2 separate regions of the Mus musculus genome follow, and region 2 is linked to region 1. Evidence: chromatin contacts called from public HiChIP or PLAC-seq data. All regions are on one chromosome and are shown on one strand. The core of a region is the stretch at or near the end of the contact, and the rest is flanking DNA. Distances in the headings are between cores, read along the strand shown.

Region 1 (6,382 bases), core at 2,546-5,045:
GATAGTATGGATAAGTATGTACATATGCATGTATCTAAGCAAAAGTGAACATATTTTATACCCCCTTTTTTGTGGCATTAGGAATTAAATCCGGAACATTGTGCATAATAGCCAAGCACTATACAACTGAGCTGTATCCTTAGCCCTAACATCTATTAATTATGCATAATGAATTTTATCCTGACATTTTCATTCATTCACATATATATATATGTATGTATATGTATATATGTGTGTGTATGTGTATATATATGTGTATGTATGTGTGTGTGTGTGTATATATATATATATATGCATATGCTTTTCCCATTAAACTTGTTCTTCTTTTCAGCTAGTCCTCCCTCTATTTTCCTGTCTTGTTTTTTATTTCATTTTTTTAACTAAATAAGTTTTATTAGAATTGTTTGCAGGACCAAGTGTTTTATAACAGTGGCTACACCCTAGAAGATGTCTGAGGGAGGGCTTAGGGGCTTTGATCTCTCCCCTCCATGATAGTGTGTGTTGTCAGTCCCAATCCTGAGATCTTAAGTAGGCAATCAACTGCTCTGAGTGCAAGTGCTGCAGCTCTGCCATGCTCACAAGGCAGCCTTCCATGCCTAATTTTGTGGCTCTTATATTTTTCTACCCTTACTTCCATAATGTTTTCTGAGCTTTTGAAGGAGATGATGTAGATGCCCTATTTATGGTTATAGTCTCTAATTTTCAACATTTTATAAGTTAGTAATATTATCTGCTATTATTAGGATGTAGTAAAAGGGCAAATAATAATAAACATTAAAAAAAAAAATCAAGATGCAGTCTGCTGAGTGCACCTGGCAGTACAGAAGCACCAGAGAGCACAGGAAAACAAATAGACCTGGTGAGGTTTTAATGTAACTTCCTGGTAGAAAAAGATAACAGTTTTAATAGCCTTTGGGATATGCTTTGCAGGCCCTGCTTGAATGTACTAAAACTTGGTCGTTGAATTTGATGCAGGCTTGCTCTCTTTCTTCAGTGTCAGGTGTGTGTGTGTGTGTGTGTGTGTGTGTGTGTGTGTGTGTGTGTGTGTGTGTGTGTGTGTGTAAAAGTGCTGGAATCTCACAGCCACACAAAATGTTCACCAACTGAGTTCTAGTTCAGTCACTGGGTTCTAGTCTTTTGAATTCAAAGAATGAAACTTCTAGACCCTAGAAAGCCAAGTATTAGAAATTTCATTATAGAAAGCTCAGTTTCTCTGATGTAGCAGAAGCAAGACCATTAAGCTGCTGTATGACTTTGTTAGGGCTATTGGCTGATTAGTCAAGCACAAGAAGGTAGACAGGCCTGCTGGCTCATCCTCAAGGTGTCCAGGAACTCTTAGTTTAGGTCAAGTCTTCATGTAGTTTCCAGGAAAGGATGCTCATTTCAGGAAAGAGATAGCACAGAAGCAGAACTCTCTTCTGACACTCCAGACCTCTGGCAGGGACCAAGGACATTTCTGTCATCCTTATCTCCTCTTTCAGAATGGCCACTTTTATTGTTCCATACTTCATTTATTTAGCTAACATACTGCTGGATATGAGATTGTACTATTTTAATGTTTTATGGACAGGGCTATAGTGGATTTGTTTGTAGCTAAATATCTGGTAGTATGAATGGTATCCTTGAGATTAACTAGTGCATTGCTTCTGATACATTTTCTTTTACCTTCAGAAGTTCAAACTTGGAACATTTCTGACTTAGAAGTACTTTGCTTTCTGGTTCATGAAGAATCTTTTGTCTTGTGTTCTTTTTTATTGTCCTCTGTTCTCCTGGGGATCTGATCCTGAGCGTTGACTGTGCTGGACACATGCTCTATCACTAGTGGACTAATAGATAAACTGAACCAATGGGAATAAAATATAAACTGGGCTTTACAGGGTGAATGCTGTCTAACATGAGACTCTTAAAAATGTTCGTGGCAGTTATTTCTGGGTTTTTATTTATTACTTATTTTATTTCCCAATGCCACAAACTCATTAATTTACTTAATTTTGTATGGGGAGGGACTTTTAAGAGCACTTATTAAAGGCCCCGCTGTTTTATTTTTACTACAGGCAGTAAACCAACTATTTTCTTTCATGATATTTATAGTCTATCATGAGCTCCCTATGACAAAAATATAGATTAAAATATTTGTGACTTTCCATAACTTCAGACTTTATTGAAAGAGTGTAAATTTATAAGGTATAAGGATTTTTCAGTGACAGCAGTTTGCCATCTAATCCCACCTACATTCTTAACTGAAACAAAATTTTGGGATTTCTAGAAATTTACTCATTCATAAAAGGGACGGGGTCACTTAAGACTTTGAAGGATTAAGAAATGAGTTAGCTAAAGAGGCATGGCTGCCTGGAGAAGCTTATATATAAAGTTCTGCATCTTATACTTTAGACTGGTAAGAATCACTTTGAAGGCTGCATAGCACTCATCATGCAATGCCCCAGAATGTTCAGCACACTGGAATCACAGGGCTCTGTAATAAGCATTTCTAATTTCTTCCTGCTGATACCACTGCTGCTTTGAGAAGGACTATTGTAGGAAAATCATTGACTACTTCTATTTATAATATCATTATTTGCAACTTCACAATCTTTCTAGAACCTTTTTAGAAATCCAAGGTCCTATTATTTAGTTTTTTTAAACATTTGTGACATTTAGCCTAATTTCTTCTCTATTATGGATTTTCATAGCTCTTTCAGAATTATGATTTGAGAGCTGGGGATGTGACTCAGTCAGTAAAGTGATTGCATGGTGTGTATGAAGCCATGGATTACTTCCATAGCACCACCTAAGTCTGGCGTCTATCTGGTAACAGAGCCAGAAGGATCAGAATGTTTGAAGTTATCCTCTTCTACACAGTGAGTTCAAGGCCAGTTTAGGAAACCAAGAATCAAGAAAAAAAGTGTTTTATCTTTTAATATAGACATAACTTTTAAGTAAAGATATAAATTTATTTTTGTTTGAATCCAGTACTTAGGTTAGTTTGGTGTAAGTATGATATAGCTTTTGCAGTTTTACAGTATTTTTATTCTCATCAGAGTTTAAGTATAATTTCCATGTTACTAGTAGAAATTCTTAATCTTATTTCTGGTAGTTGTTCATGATGGCCAAAATCAAATCCATTTATAATTCTGTGTGTTTAAACTAGATTCTGTACTTGATTCACCTTATTATTACCATCCCAATTCTGATCTCATAAAATATCAGCTGCCCTGTCGTTTTATAAGGAAAGAAGCAAAATTCGTTTTCTAAGTATGGCAGAAGGAAGGTGCAGTTGTGAGACTTAAGAATTCATTTAGAACCAAACGATGTTAAAGTGCAGAATACAGTTGGTTCAAAGCCTGGTTGAAAAGCACTTGAATTTTACAGGCCTCTTCATTGTTTTCTAGAAAGACGGTATTTGAGAAAAAGAAATTCTTGAGTTACTGTTTTTATGAGGAGAAAATTGCTTGGTCTTTTAATGGTTAATGAGAAGAAGTAATAGTTAAACACTTGGAGCATTGATTTCTGATTTGAATTCTCTAACACAGGCCAGCCCTGGGGGAAGGGGGAGAAGCTTGCTAATTAACATTTGATTACTGATGCCACCTTCTCATTCCCCTTGCACCATCCGCTTTCAAACGTTTTTTTTTTTTTGTTGTTGTTGTTGTTGTTCAGGAAGGATTTTTAGCTGGGTTTAACTTGCATCTTAGTAAAACAAATCCATGTGCAACTGCAGTGCATGTACAGTATGTTACAAAGGAGCAAAAGGAAAGGCATTAGATATGTAGTGTGTGCTCAGAGCCCGTTCTGAATCAGAAGTGACTGGTTTCTTAGCTCCACAAGCCTTTCAGGGCACCATGGATGCAGGAGACTGGAACTCAGCCTGGTCTGTGTGCCTTGTTTTCATTTAAAACAGACCACTGCAAACACTTACTTGTTCCATGTAGTTGCAGCTCATAGTTTGATATATTTTAAATTTGGATAAGCTTAGGTTCTACTGTCTCTAGAGGCCTTTTGTTCTAGTAACAGTGGCAGGAAAATCACATGGGTGCCTGTCCTTTCATGATACTGCTTGGAAAGACAATACTGTGTGTTAGTGTTTTAATTCAGAGAATCCAGAACCAATTAAAAGCTGTTTGGAACCCATATCATTTAAATATATTTTCCTAAATTAAAATGTTTAATAACAACTTATGGGCCCAATTTCAAAGATTTTTAATGAAGTGAATTAAAAAATGTTGTAACTGTTAAACAGTGGTCTAGCTAGACTGGGATAACGGATTGTCATCAGTTGAAGGTCTAGTTACTTCAGAAACCAGTATGACAGGCTTTATTTAAAATTAGATCCTATGAGATTTAAAACATCAATTAGGTTTTTGTTAAGGTATAAACAAAGTAAAGACTCAATTTTATTTGTTCAAGAAGAAAAAATGTATTTAAAATGCTTCTATATCTTTATATCTCACCTGAAATAATTTTTATTTTTCTCTTTGATATCTGTTATATTTATTGACTCTACTGCTGTTCTTCCATTTAAGAAAATTAAGGCAAGAGTCTTAGTGTTTGTAAACTTCCTCATTATGGCTTTGTTTTGCATATATTTAGCTCTTTTTCTGCATCCAGGATTAACTACAATATCTTTATGAAACCATAGGATGTTATAGCATTGAAAATCAGAAGTGATCTTTATTCTCTTCTAAGGTTGAGTGAACTAAATCTCGGAAAGGCTCAGCTAGTTTGTGCACAGTAATAGTTCTGGTATTAGAATCAGAACTCCAGGTCTGATTTTCTTATGCCAAAACACATACTTTGATGGCATTTACAATTTCCTGAGAAAAGTTTTGATACTTTTATCAGTATTCAGTTTACAAGCAATTACATTATAACTGATAGTGTTTTCTGCTAAGCTTCATAGGCCTTTTAGTTTTCAGTTGGAATAACTCAGAACAACTCATTTGAGTCTAATCTTAGGTCTAAAACTCAATTTAGCATTCAGTAGGGTATCTTACGTAAGAATTATTCTGTCAGAAATTCTAATGAACTTTTACTCAAAGAAAATCTGTTTGAAATTTTAAGTGAATTTAAAATAAAAGTTGGAGGAAGATGAGTTCTTGGAAAATACACTGAGCATGCTGTGATAAGATGATCCTTCCTCGAGTGCTATATTTAAGTATGTAGATATACATCAGCTATGATAATAAATCAGAAACATATTCTGTACTTTTTCAAATTATTCTGGATTGTATATGTGTTTATATATGTGTGTGTATGTGTATATGTACATATGTATGTATGTATGTGTGTGTGTGTGTGTGTGCGTGTATGTGTGTATGTATCTGAAGCAGTGAGAAAAATTCTCTAAAAAAGTCTAGAGAGCAAATGTGATAAAAAAAAAATCTATGGTGAGTTTATAACTTGCAATTCAAATACAGTATAGTTTGTTTTAATGTTTAGCTGACAACCACAGTATTTATTATAGTCCTTCATAACTAAACGAAACATTTGCATGGGTTAGTAGCTTAAAATCTCATAGATTTAGAGCTTAACACAAAACAAGAATTGAAAAGGTTTTCAATGTTCAGCATGATTTTGAGCCAGTGCTGATCAAAGAAAATGTGTAAGACCAAAAGAAAAAAAAATCCCTTAGGAAATGTTATCCAGTGAAGTGTCACTTGTTCCTACTTAACTGGAATTTAACAGTCTTTAAAGATTGAACTGCATCAGAAATGGGACAGTGGTGTCAGCTGGGAGTCAGCACAGCAGACCTACCTGCATTCATTCTATCTTTCTCAGATCCTCACAATTCATACCAACAGCACACTTTCCCCTCTCTTCCTGTTTCTTTCTCACAGTATCCATCCCCTTTATGCTTTTCCTCATGGCTTTTTCTGTTCTCTCCAGCATCCCTGCTCTCTTTACTTCTTTTCATTTTAGTTTTCCTCCCTCTCTAGGAGAATTGCATCTTTGATCTGTTTCATAGGAACTTCAAATCCATCTGCATCGTTTTATACATAGCTCAAAGACTACTTTTAACAATACAATTACTTTTACACTTTTTTGTGTACCTTTTTTCCTTTACTGCATTGGTGATTTAAACTTTCAATTGGATACACCCATCAGTAAAGGCAATGAATTTTTGTCTCTTTTATTAAATTCACCATTTGTTGTTTCTGCTACTGTTTTGCTTTATAATGGTAAAAGTCTGCCTATGGTTATACCAAGGACTTAATTTTGAAAAGCTAATTTGTTTTCACTTAAATTGCTGTTTAGTGGCTGTAGTTTAGCCTAAAAGATTTATTTTGTCATACTCTCAGAGTACTTCATAAATTTAGCCTTTGCGTTGGGACAATCAATCAAACATTAGCTTAATATGCTTTACATAGTACTCGCACGGCTAAGT
Region 2 (6,463 bases), core at 2,955-5,454, 190 kb after region 1:
AAAGTCTTGAAACCTTGGGCAACCCCTACTCCCTTGCAGGGCTTGTCCTAGGAGGGCAGTAGCTGTGGCTACTGATTGGGGCTTGGTGTTGTCCCCCCTGCTATTCTCTGTTCAGTGTGGTGCCTTCCCTTGTTCCCCTCAGGTGGCCCTTCCACCTGCTGCTTGAGAATAAGATGCCCAGTGCCCTTTCCCCAAAGAAGCGAAGCACCAGGGTGCAGGGGAAAAGTCTCAAGTGGAACCCAGAGCTTTGCAGAAGTGGTCAGGGAATGGTGCTCAGTTCTTGAAATTTGTACCGCCTTCCAGCTAGGAATCGGTTTCTCACCTGAAAAGTGAGATAATAGGACCGAATGGGGGAAGATGGGTCTTCAGAAATCACTGCAGGGAAAGTGCAAGACGCTGGAGCCCTCACAGGAAGAACAGGGCAAAAACCCAGAGCCACAGTGGGCAGTGTGGTTCCTTGTTTTGTTTCCAAACTCCAAAGTTGTGTCGACTTTTCTTGGCCCTAGCATAGGCCTTCCACCAAGGGCTCTTTCAACAGAACCAGGCTGCCCTCTCACCATTTGCGCTGGGCACGCACGACTAGAGGGCTTAATCAGTAAAGACTGGAGAAAAATGTCTCGTGTGCTGGCGTCCACGCCTGCGTCCAAGCAGGAACAGGAGCCACTATGGTGTGGGAAAACGCTTGTCAGGAATGCCTGCCTTCGGAGACACTGTCTCCCAAGGCGCCTACTTCTTCCTCCAGCCCCTTCCCAGGTGTAGAGTTTGAGCCAAACCAACGGAATCCAGAGCTTTGGAAAGGGGTCTATACGGGAGGGGCAACTCCGTCCCGGAGCCACCGGTTTGGGGATAATTACTTTTAATGTCAGAAAGATTTAGTTTAATATCATCTCTATTAGGCTGCCGGGAGGGTAATTAAACGGGACGCGTCGCAGCCGGCAAACAGATGGCGTCTGCTTGCTCCGAGGCCGCGGGCAAACAGCGCAAAAGTCAATGCTTCCCAGGTCCCCCCATTGATACCCGCAGCCCTTCTCCTAGTCGGTAGTACAGAATCTTCACTCTTGGGCCCCCAACCCCGCATCATCCCGGGCCCCCACCTGGGCCTTCCCTCTGGGCCTCTGCTGTGGAGTGGCCGTGAGTGATAGATGGCGTGGATCGAGCGTGAGGGTGTGGAGGACTTCTTGGCTGGGTGCACACACCCCATCCCCACCCACCGGGCAGACTCATCAGCAGATGATTCTGAGCTGAGGACACTTCTGAAAGTGTGAGCTGGGTCCTCACTGTCAGTCACTTCCTTTGGAGTGGCTTCGGTCTTGAGCTTTTTCTGCCCGGGTCCCGGCAGGCGGAGAAGGTCTGGGGCGCTATGCACTAGCATAATATTGCCTGAGGATATGCCCAGTGCTGAGTGTGCATACTCGCGACCTGGTTTGGCTGGGTCCACAGGCGAACATGCTTAAGAGAGCACACTGTGGAGTTAAACTTTTTGAAAGGGTCCCTTAGGTGGGAGAACGTCAGAGGTGAGCGCACCCCCCCCCCCCGTGTGTACATGAAAGGTGTGTCCGACCCTGCACTGAGGTCCTAAGGGTGGAGTTCTGTTGGGATGTGCGTGGTGGTGGTGGTGGTGATGATGATGGGTCTTCCTTGTCCTCCTGTTGGATATGTGCTCCCTAAGGCTAGCGGCTTAGCTGGGTCACTTCCAGTCCTCTCCATTTTGGGCAGGGCTCCTATCAGCAGAAGCTAACATCAGGAAGGGCCTGGGAAGCCGACAAGGGCATGGTTCTCTCAGTCCAGAACAAGCCTTTTTTTTCCTGATTCCTTCCTTAATTCTTCACGTGAATGCCCCCATCGGCGACTTGGGAAAAGAGAGCTTGGAAACTCAGACCCGGGGAGATATCAACTAGAGGAAAGAGCATCCGGATCGGGGTACACCCTGTGGTTTGGCCTGAGCTGTTTTGCAGGATGCGATACCTCCTGCCTTTTAAGAAAAGGAAGTTCAGCCCGGCATGGTGGCTCAGGACTTTAATCCCAGCACTGGAAAGGCAGAGGCAGGCGGATCTCTGTGTGTTCAGAGTCCAGCCTGGTCTACAAAGCGAGTCTAGGCAGGGCTTGTTACACTATGAAACAACCCTGTCTGTGGGAAAGGAAGAAACAAAACAAGACAAGACAAAACAGGTTCGATCCAGCTCAAAGCAAGAGCTGGGGTTCCGGTAACCGTTGTCGTCTCCATCTAAGTGTCAGGACATCTAAGTGCGCAAGCCTCAGGTGCGAGAAAAGTTAGGCCACCCTTCCCAGAAAACTAAGCGGATCTGGTTAGGTTATTTTGTTTGGGGGTCCACATTTTTTTTCTGAAATATTCCCCCCAAAAGCTCTAAAAGCAGGCGAGTAGAAGCCTCGCGTGGAATCTGGCAGCACGCGAAGCCTCCCTGCCCCTCCCTCCCACAGGCCAGCACTCAGGCATAGTCAGAGTTATTCTACCCTCTGGCCCCTGGAGATCTCGAGACCCTTAACTCCCTATCAAATCCTTTCTCCCGGCTCTGGAGAACTTTCCCTGTGGCGGGCACCAGGCTACTATTCTATATTATTCGTGTCCAGGCTCCTTTGAAACAGGCCTGGCGAACTTTCTGGAAGCTGTCTGCTAGATTCTGAGGCTCAACGCCCCTTCTTATCTCCCCCAGTCGGATCCTCAGTTGGCTCCTTGGGCGGAGCGCATCCTGACCCTTGCAGGACCATGGTTCTGTTTTGGGGTCCTGCTGATCTCCTCTTCTTTCCAGTCCCAGTCGCGGGTCCTCCTGAGGCAGGCTCTGGGTGCCTAGCAGATGACCGTCTGCAGTGGCAGAGACCCGACTTCCGACGCCCAAGGGTTTCTAAAAATCAATGCCAAAACGCACGGCAGGGATCGGAAAGGGAGTAAGGAGATAGTTTCGCATTTCATTTAAACGAATTTTCTTTACTCTGAAGGAGAAAAGTAGAAAGCAAAAATGAGAGTAACAGAATGTTAGCCTCAAAGGCAAAGGAAAAGTCCGAGCTGGAGGGTGACACAGTCCAAGGATTTAAACATCAGTAACAGATGGGAATAACTAGGAAGAGATACAAAATTCGAACTTGTTACCTCCTCCGCAGACCCAAGGGGGTTCTCGGGCCGTGACGTCAGCACGGGTCGAGGAAGGCCAAGTCAAAGCAGGTCCAGTGCCCTCGCCCCCTGCGGAAGTCTTGTGGGCTGATGGGTCTGACCGTCTGGCCGGTTCCTCCAGCCTCCAGAGGATCTGGGGAGTCGCAAAGGCGGCTTTTTACTTTGGCTTTAAAAAAAAAAAGTTACAAGTAAACTTTGTTAATTTCAAACAGCCACAAAAAGAATTCCACAAAAAAGGGCAGCAAGATGCAAAGAAATTCGGAAAGGCAAGGAGGGCACAGGGGGCCGAGGGAAAGGGCAGGGGCGCAGGGAGAGGAGAAGCTGCAGCGCTTGGACCCACGTTCCTCCCGGGGCTCCTAGCTTGAAAACACAAATCCTTACAAATCGCACTTACCACTCCGTGACGCCCACGGTGTCAGGACTTTGCAAACGAAGAAACTAAGCATTAAAGGTGATAGAGGGCGGGGGAAGGGAGCAAACCGGCTCTCAACTACCTCGGAGCCCGTCGGACGTGGAAGCACACGGTCACGGTCAGAAGGAAGCCAGCAAAAACCATCTTGGCAAGTCTGCGGTGAACGCCCTCCCTCCCCCACCCCGGCACCCGGGTTCCACTCCCACTTCGACAGCGGTAATTGAATTGTCACCTGCTCCTGTCCCGCCCCAGGCCTCCGGGGCCACTTGGGAAGCTAGGCCTTGCCAAGCGCCCCGGGCCAAGGGAGAGTGGCTCAGTGGAGCCGGAGCCCCAGGAGTAGAGGGGTTACACACGTCTACGCGGAGAGGCGCACCGGACACGGTAATTAGGAGCAATTCACACGCTCTCGGGCGCACGGAAACTTCTTGTCACGACATTTGCAACGCTCCTCCTCGCGCACTCCTTCCCTGGCGCCCCCTCCCATCCCGCAGGCACTCAGCAGAGCGTGCGGAGTTTCGAATCTTTCGGACACTGTAGAATGAGGGGCTCCCCGGGCGCGGGCCCGGCCAATCAGAGCGCCGACTGTCTCCCCTGGCCAATGGCAGGCGCCACATTGTTGTCCAATTCTGTCTAATGGAGCCCTGAGGAGCAACAATAGAGCGGGCGAGCGGCTCATTGAGAGCTGGCAGCGCCGGACTACCCGGCCCGGGGCGAGCGCAGCGTCCGGAGCGCACCGAGGGGACGCCGGTTGCAACCAGCCCGCCCTCGGCCAGGCCCCCGGCCCCGAGGCCCCTCCGGGGTGTTGGACTGCTGTGTTCCTAGAGGGGTCCGGAAGTTCGGACATGGTGGCTGAAGGAGGGTGACGTGGTCAGAGAAGGGGCCGGGGGCAGAGGGACGAGGCCAAGAGAGCCGAGGCGCGAGCCGAGCTGGGCGACGCGTGCTGCGCCAACAGAGGAGGAGCCCGGAGCTCGAGGCAGGTAGGGGAGGGCCGGCAGCCGAGCAGGGGAGGCGACCGGGTCGGTGGCCCCCGAGGGCGAGGCCCAGGCCCTGCCGGGCCTTGGGCATTGAGTGCTTGAGGGTCTGGGGGAAGAGGCCTCGGAGCACACGGTGCTCTGGGATTCCCAGACCCGGACCCCAGGAGCGGCTCCCGGCTCTGGCGGGGACCCGGGCTGCGTGGCGGGGAGTGGAGGCCGCGGCGGAAGCCAGGAGCAGGGCCTGCTGGGCCTTCTGCGGCTGCGGCGCAGGTGAGACTCTCGGGTCCCTTCAGGGTCAGTTTTGGAGGCGACTTCCTGGCCTCCTTTGAGGCCTGCTGGATTGTGCAAGTCCCAGAACCCTGGTCTGAGACCAACACTCTGGAACCTGCGCACAAGCGGGGTCCCAAGAGGTCCCAGGATGAGGAGGGCGTGTCTGAGGACTCAGTTCCTAAACTGGGAGGGGTGGGGGTTGGGTAAGAGGCATTGAGCAAAAGGACTCTGGCTCCTGCAAAGTCTAACTTTTCTGAAGATGTGCTTTCCTCTGACTACTCCAGACTAAAAGTCTAACCCCCAAGCCACAGGTTTCACCCTATCCCCGCCCTACCTTTTGCTGGAGATTTTTTTCCTAAGCAGCGCTGTCCCTCTCGGTGGACCTCAGTCCGGGTCGCCTTGTCAGCTGTTTCTGGACGTTTTTCTTGTTATTCAACTAATCTTTGAGCTAGGGTGGCCAGTCCAAAGAAAGTTTCTTCCGATGGCTTTTCTCTCTTCTCAGCTCTCCTACACTCAGTTCTGTGGAATAGAACTAACCCTTTAGAGGCTCAGACCACAGTATTTGCAGAATTCTTTTGGCTGTGATCCCAGGGCCATAAGCCGAACTTTGCCTCCAAGTTTTGTCTTCTAGTTCTTACCCTACTTCTAACAGGAAAAAATTCTTCAGTTCCTTTTTGCTCGAATTCCTCTGCTTCCACATTGAAAGCTACAATTAAGACCCCAGCCCAACCTGTTCACCTCCTCACCCCGCCTGCACATTTCTCTCCTCTTCACCTGTCCACCAAACGGGATCATTTTGCTCCTTTTTTTTTTTTTTTCTTGCTTTGCCTTTGACATCCGCTTGTTGGTCCCAAGTTTTCTCTGTAATCTGAGTCCCTTTCAGGCAAATATTTCTCTTTTCTCGACTCACCCCAATTAACCTAAGCTTTGGGCATAATATTTTCTTTCCAAATCCTCTTTACATTCAACTGCACCAATGACTTCCAAACGTTGTCTTGTTTTTTTCCCCTTGGCGGAACTACTGATTCAAACGAAATCTTACACGTGTAGTCAGATATAAGAGGTCAGTGGTGGGGGTGGGGGCGTACTTGTTTACAGGGAGCTTCCAGTTCGTTTCCCCAGCAGTTTGACAGCCACAAGTTTAGTTAAACTTGTACAACCAAAGTTTCCCAAAATGGGTTTCTGCAGGCCGTGCTTAAGCCTAGTGACTGTATTACCCTGACTCAGGTATCCCCACTTTCCCCACGCTAGGTCCAGCCATGGAGCTGCGCTCGGAGCTGCCCAGCGTGCCCGGTGCGGCGACAGCAGCAGCGACAGCGACGGGACCACCCGTGGCATCGGTGGCGTCGGTGGCTGCGGCGGCAGCTGCCGCAGCATCGCTACCAGTGAGCGTGGCCGGAGGCTTGCTGCGGGCGCCGCCGCTGCTGTTGAGGGCAGCGGAGAAGTACCCGCGGACCCCCAAGTGCGCGCGCTGCCGCAACCACGGAGTGGTGTCCGCGCTCAAGGGCCACAAGCGCTACTGCCGCTGGAAGGACTGCCTGTGCGCCAAGTGTACGCTCATCGCCGAGCGCCAGCGCGTCATGGCGGCTCAGGTGGCCTTGCGCAGGCAGCAGGCGCAGGAGGAGAACGAGGCGCGCGAGTTGCAATTGCTGTACGGCACTGCCGAGGGCCTGGCGCTGG

The links. HiChIP or PLAC-seq counts read pairs in DNA pulled down with a chosen protein or histone mark.
Region 2: a contact with region 1 is called in an H3K4me3 HiChIP or PLAC-seq map of embryonic forebrain, with 6 times the contacts expected there. The contact joins the promoter of Dmrta2 here to the enhancer-like site in region 1. A contact is called at or near these places in 13 of 39 promoter capture datasets (the 3T3-L1 cell line, 3T3-L1-derived adipocytes, the C10 cell line and 7 more), 1 of 484 Hi-C or Micro-C datasets (CD4 T cells), 8 of 115 datasets of contacts at active chromatin or transcription factors (bone marrow-derived macrophages, craniofacial prominence, embryonic basal ganglia and 5 more) and 3 of 9 other capture datasets (adipose tissue, liver and macrophages).

What each region holds. Positions count from the first base shown.
Region 1 is chr4:109,785,991-109,792,372 of GRCm38.p6, forward strand. The region is part of intron 7 of Faf1 (Fas-associated factor 1); the gene reads left to right. Among named protein-coding and RNA genes, the nearest start is that of Faf1, 110 kb to the left of the region's middle. Within about 2 kb of position 3,796, at least 6 of the 459 cell types and tissues checked have an H3K27ac peak or open chromatin away from gene starts, as enhancers often do. A contact at or near this core is called in embryonic forebrain and forebrain, where this site is marked.
Region 2 is chr4:109,973,821-109,980,283 of GRCm38.p6, forward strand. Dmrta2 (doublesex and mab-3 related transcription factor like family A2) reads left to right here and starts at 4,205. Exons shown (of 3, transcript NM_172296.2): 1 at 4,205-4,516; 2 at 6,035-6,463. The coding sequence starts at 6,043. It overlaps Dmrta2os (a long non-coding RNA gene), which reads right to left and starts at 5,792. Exons shown (of 4, transcript XR_868017.3): 1 at 5,118-5,792; 2 at 3,522-4,966; 3 at 3,107-3,293; 4 at 1-2,949.